2 separate regions of the Mus musculus genome follow, and region 2 is linked to region 1. A link is a contact called in public ChIA-PET data. All regions are on one chromosome and are shown on one strand. Each heading gives the region's core, a stretch centred on a gene start, on an enhancer-like site or on the middle of the called end of the contact. The rest is flanking DNA. Distances are from core to core; before and after follow the strand shown.

Region 1 (3,088 bases), core at 239-2,738:
ATCTTCTGGTTCCTTCTCATTCTCTGGCTCCTTCTGTCACTGCAACCTATCTCTATAACTAGCCCAGTAAAATGCTCTCCTCCCCCCCCCCCACACACACACCGCACTGCTCTCTCTCTCTCTGTTTTTTTCTTTTTCTTAAAAAAAAAGTATTTTTATTTCATTTATATGAGTGTTTGCTTGCTTGGTGGTGCCCACAGGGGCCAGAAGACAGTATGAGATCCTCTAGAACAGGAGTTATAGGTGGGTGTTGGGAATCAAATCCTGGTCCTCTGGAAGAACAGCCAGTACATTTACATGCAGAACCACCTGCCCATGCCCACTCCAAATTTCATGCCACATTCCCATGCTTTACTCCTAATGAATTCTGTAACATTCAGTACAGCTCGCACAATTTACTGTAGCTACACAAAGCAACACCAAAAATTTGCACGGCTCTCTTAAGCAGCCTCCCTTTCCTCTCCTTGTGAGAGTTGGGCACGTCCTATTCTGTCAAATCTTTCTCTGGTTTGTCACTTTGCCTGCCACTCAATTGTACATCACTTTCAAACATGAGTGCTTCCTTCTACAAACTAACTTTACTTTCATTGTTTGGGATTAAAGGTGTGTGCTAAGGCTGAGCCACATCATAACTAGAAACAGCTATTTTTTTTTTTTCTGTAAAAAACAATGTTGGGGTTCACCTTGTGATCAAATATCCTGCAACAGGTTAGAATCCATGATGGTGGAGCAAAGACATAGTGGCAAGTTCACACCTTGATCCCCAGGGAGAGAACTCAGGGAATGCCCTGAGTGTTTTGAAACCTTGAAGCCTGTCCCAGTAACACACCTCCTCCAACCTGGCTAAACTTCCTAATCCTTCCCAAATAGGCCCACCAATAGAGACTAAGTATTTAAATGTATGAATGGCTGGAGGTAATTCTCAGTCAAACTATCCTCCCCCACCCCCACCCCCGTTGTCAATCAAGGAGCAAGACATGAAAGGCACACATGAACCTGGCCTGAGTTACAATACCAGAGAGTAGTGGAACTGGGACCACCTTAATGCAGTTAGTGCCAAACCAGGTCCTTAACTGTTGCACTGTTACACACAGCCCAGCATTGTTGTTTAGGTTTTGATACATGCTAAAGAAAACCATTGTAAGCTTGGACACGGTTCAAAGCTGTTCAACCCAGCTTTACATTTTCTTCAAGGTAGAACACGGTTGTTTGCCTTGGAGTCAAAGAAGGCGTGGTCTGGGTTCTTTAAGATTGAGTGCTTTAAGTCCTTGTCACAGTGACAGGAATTACAACAGGGAAACTCTGAGCTCAGAGAGAGAGAGAGAGAGAGAGAGAGAGAGAGAGAGAGATTTTATTACCCCTAAGAAGTTGTTCAATTCTAAGTGTGGGTGGGATAACTATTTTTAATGACTCATTCCTTCACCCCAAGTGATGTCACTTGTTTGACCTTGTTTACACAGTCTAAGAAGGTCATTCACAGGTCAGCCAATCCTGGCCTGCCACATCCTCAGACAATGAGACTGTGATGGTGAGAGTCGGGGTTTCCCCAGTTATTATCTGGCTTGCTAAATTTGCATTGGTTCTTCCCACTTTTGCCCACAGCACCTCACGTTTCCTGCAAACATAGGCGACTTGGTATGTTTTTCCTCCATGCTAAGCAAAAGCCATGAAGTATGGATTTTCCTTCAGTGACTGCACTAGAGAAACTTCCCTTAAGGGTTCAAGTGAAGCTGGTGGAAGTATTATCCAGTCTATCATCTTCCTGGAAAGGTCTCCACTGATTTTTATTAGACACACGGGCTGAATTCCTTCAGGCATGCTTTTTATTCTGGTCACAAGATTGGATTTGTTTAGTGTTTGATTTTCACGGTCTTTAAAGCATTTGCACGGTAGCAATGGGAAGGTGTGTGAAACCTGACAAAGCATCAGTCTTCACAACGCTGGGATCTACCTGCACCCAGGATTAAGTCTACCTGACCAGGCTAATCAGAGTCTTGGTTGTAACTGCTAAAGTTAAAAAAAAAACAACAGAAAAACTATGTATCTCCCCTCCCCTGAAGGCTCCCCCACCCCCACCCCTCTTTCTGGTTTCCTGACCTCTGTGGGTATTCCAAATGAAATGTATGTGTCTAAAGCGTCAAAGCTAACACCTACAAATGAAAGAAAGCAAGGGACACTTGGCAGGGATACTTAACTCAGAATGATTGTTTCCAGCTGTATCCTTTACCTGTGAGCTTCGAAATTTCATCTTTCTTAATAGCTGAAAAATATTCCAGTGTGTAAATACGCCACATTTTCATTATTCATTCATTGAGACTGTAAGAGCCAGAAGTGGCAGATGAATACAAGGTAACAGTATGGGCAGCTGCACATATGACAGTGACACAATGTTGCTCCTGTTGTGTCTGGAAGACAGTTTTCTTGGAGCCATCCTCCACCTCTGGCTCTTCCAATCTTCCTGCCTCCTTCTCCGCATAGAGTTCTGAGCATCATAGGCAAGTAATTGCAGTGACAATCCCCAGACGACTAAATGCGATGTGAGTCCTGCTTGTCCCCCATAATGCTGTGAAAATGATGAGTTACTGAGTAGAGCACTTGGAGAGACTTGTCATTTCAGTTAATTAGCTACTCACTTTAAAATCAGTTCTTTGAGAAGTTGCATACAATGGGTTTTGATCAGATTCACTTCCCCAGTGACTCCTCCCAAGTTATCCTTACCAAACCAGCTTTGTGTTCTCTTCTCTCCCATTCACCCCATCCAGTTTGTGCTGCCTTTGTTTTCTTAGACACATGCCCTTCCAATGAAGCATGGTTGGCTTATCATAAGCAAGAGACTTTTTCTTTTTATTTACTGCTGAATTCTTCCATATCTTTTTTAATTTATTTTTTCTCATACAATATATTTTGATCGTGTCTTCCTCTCTCCTAGTCCTAGATCTCCCTACCTCCTTACCCATCCACTGAACTTCATGTTCTCTTTCTCCCTCTCTCACAAAACAAATAAAACAGAAATGAAAGTCAAAAACAAGCAAGCAAGCAAACAAACAAACAAACAAACAAAAAAACCAAAAAAACAAAAACACCTTAT
Region 2 (3,088 bases), core at 220-2,719, 380 kb before region 1:
AAAGCCATGATATGTGTGTGTGTGTGTGTGTGGGGGGGGATCAGAGTAATTGAAAATAGCGTTATTTTTTAATGTCTCAGACCTCTGTGCTGTTCATGTGCGTTAGCTCGATGGCGGTTACAAGCTGTGTACTGCTTATCCCTGGGGTCTATTTTACACATACAATGATGACAAGGATACTAGGCTGAGTGTGTAGTGCATTAGTAACTGTAGAAAGTAAGGACTTACGTGACTGCTTTGACAGTAACAATCTTTAACCAATAGCAAAACTAAAGACAAAGACCCTGTCTTTAAAATGTATCAAAAGAGCTCTAAGGCTTTCCTAAGATCACTCTCACGGGGTGACAGAAAAACCTTAATGCAATTTTATTACAAACAGTGGCTCAGCTGCTGCTTGTCAGTCACACCATTCAAAAAGTTTCTGACAGAAAGTGAAGAGTTCTAGATCTGTGAGATGGCTCAGTATGGAGAGGTGCTTGCTGCTAAGCCTTACGAATCTGAGTTTCATTCTCAGAACCTGCAAAGTACGAGAGAACTGACTCCAAGCTGTTCTTTGACCTCACCAGAACTGTTGTATACAAGAGCGAATCCACACAAGCACACATACAATAGGCAATAAACATAATTAAAAAAAAAAACTCAGATTTTTGCAGAGAGATCAGGGTTTGACATGTGTCTTCTGTCACTAGTTTAGTTGTGAAACTTTACCTGATACTTTTCTGATACTATTCTGTCATCTGCAAATTGGGGATTAGCAACCAATTCACACTCTTTTCTTTTATTTGCAACTGGTATGTTTGAAAAAAAATTATAATTTCTGGACATTCACTGTAACAAATACTTGAAAGTCATTGGAGAAAACCTAATAAACACCTTTTTGTCCCAGTGGAGCTCATAGTGTAGTTAGAAGGTGACTTTATACATATTATTTGATTTAATCCTACCAATAGCCTTATGAGATGGATCGCAGTAGTCTCATTTTAGAACCAGGAAGAAATCATGTTTCCTTCTCATAGTTCTTAACCTCGCAGAGGAAAGGGATGTATGTGCGGCGACGAGGAAGAAGATGGTGACTCTTTAAATGTTTTATGCACTTCTGTGGCTGTTAAGTGCGTCTTGGATCCGAAATTTTCCTTGGTCCATTTTTCCCTTGAAGAAAGTTTAATGGCTTCTCATCGTTAACCCATCTGAAAGAAGTTACTGGAAAGGGGAGAAGGGCGGCTCCGTGCAGGTAGCAAAGGCTGATCTGGGCACGATCAGTCAGGGACAAGATAGATCCCAGACGAAGCAGGAGCCCGGAACCGGAGCAGTGGAGCTGAAAGAAACCTGGAGGCTCGGTGGAAGCCCACGTGTAGAGAGACGCAGAAACCCGGTGCTGCTGAGCGCCCTCCTCCTCGTAGGCCCCGCCCATCCGGGCCCGGGCATCCGGGCCAATGGGCGTGACCCTGTGGGGGCGTGGCCTGCGCACAGGTGCCGCCCCGGCCCGCCCGTTCCGTCGCCTCTGCCGTCGTGCGTGCGGCTCGGCGGAGGGCCGGGCTTGCGCTCTCTCCGCCTTCTTCCCCACCTCCGGCTGCCGGCGACACCGGTCTTTGCAGTCCGGGACCCCGTGCGATCGTTAGCCCGGTGCACGGTGAGTCCCCGAAGGAGCCCGTGGGCTCCCGGGCCAGTGGTTCCGAGGCTGGCGCTAGGCCGGAGACCGGCCGCCGGGACGGGCTGAGGGCAGCGGACAGCTTGGGGCATGTGGATGAATGAGGCGCCCTCGGACTAGGCCGCGCGGCCACGAGATTGGCTCTCGCCGCAGTCTGGGGGAAAGTCTTGCCTCAGGGCGGGACGCCAATGCCGGGTCAGGAGGGGAAGGGTGGTGTGCGGAGGTCCTGCTTGGCTGGACTGCGGGGGCACCCCTTGTAGGTCACCCCTTGTAGGCTCCAGGACTGGACGGGCTCTCCCCATGCAGCTGTTCATTGGAGGCCCGGAACAGGTGTCAGGATCCCCAAAATGGGAGATCCTTGGCCTCCCGGTCTGGGATTACAGGTTGGAGTATCACTTCTGGAGCAGGCGGAGTGGGGAGAAGGAGGGAGGAGCAGCGTGGCTCTAGGAGGTCCAACCAGCCAGAAGGCAGGGACAGTTTTAGTTTCCAGGTTCTAAGACGCGCAAGGTTGCAGTTCCTCGTAGGTTCCTGTTGCAGTGTTAAAAGTGAGATCAATTTTGCACAGTGGACCTTGGAGCCAGGACAAGAAAAGACAGAAAGTTTGGACTTGTCAATCAAAAGGTATTTGAAATAGGGCTGTATATAGCCTACTGGTAGAGCGCTTGCTTTTAGCATACATGAAAGCTCTAGGTTGGATCTTGAAAAGGAACGACAAGGTGAGTGCCTTCAAAGTATCCAGTGTAGAGTGTGGGTTTCAAAAACTGTTTAATAAGGACTGACGGTAAGCTTACCTACAGTGTCAAAGGCAAAAAGGTCTGGCTTCGAAGGACCTCCAGGCCTAGTAGTGACCATCAGTGTGGTGAACGCTGAGTTGTGGAGAGAGGCGGGTTCCAAGCGGTGGAGGAATGATTGGCGAGAGGTGACATGGTTGCTGGTGTTTCTGTAATGGGCTTCCTTAGACTTGTGTCTCTTCTCCTTCCAAATGCTTTCCTTCAAATACTATGACAGGTTAAGAAGGCGGTTGTCGGCAGCCAGCACGGAGGATTGGAACTAAGTTTTAAGTTTATCTTTGATTCCCGCTGCTGCAGTGTTTCTGGGACTACTCAGAAGTGATACATGTACACATTTTAGAATCAGATCTGTTTACAGAGACCCTCCCCTCAAAAAAAGTATGGGTTTTGCTCATATTTTAGTTGTGGATTGGTACAGACAGTAGGTTTTCTTGTCTACTACCCAGTAATATATTCTGTATACAGACATGTGTTTTGTTTATAGGGGAGTCTTAAAAGTTCATTTTGATATTTTAGATGCCCCCGAAAAAGGGAGGAGATGGAATTAAACCGCCTCCAATTATTGGAAGATTTGGAACCTCACTGAAAATTGGTATCGTTGGATTGCCAAATGTTGGGTAAGTAAAAATTGGGACTTTTCTTATTTTGA

What was found. ChIA-PET counts read pairs in DNA pulled down with a chosen protein or histone mark.
Region 2: an RNA polymerase II ChIA-PET map of memory CD8 T cells shows a contact between it and region 1, with 5 read pairs. The contact joins the promoter of Ola1 here to the enhancer-like site in region 1. A contact is called at or near these places in 4 of 115 datasets of contacts at active chromatin or transcription factors (astrocytes, bone marrow-derived macrophages, cardiomyocytes and 1 more) and 2 of 9 other capture datasets (adipose tissue and liver).

Annotation. Positions count from the first base shown.
Region 1 is chr2:72,836,696-72,839,783 of GRCm38.p6, reverse strand. All of the region lies in intron 1 of Gm39849 (a long non-coding RNA gene), which reads left to right. Among named protein-coding and RNA genes, the nearest start is that of Gm39849, 24 kb to the left of the region's middle. Within about 2 kb of position 1,488, at least 81 of the 459 cell types and tissues checked have an H3K27ac peak or open chromatin away from gene starts, as enhancers often do. A contact at or near this core is called in memory CD8 T cells, where this site is marked.
Region 2 is chr2:73,212,828-73,215,915 of GRCm38.p6, reverse strand. Ola1 (Obg-like ATPase 1) reads left to right here and starts at 1,469. Exons shown (of 11, transcript NM_025942.2): 1 at 1,469-1,630; 2 at 2,956-3,056. The coding sequence starts at 2,956.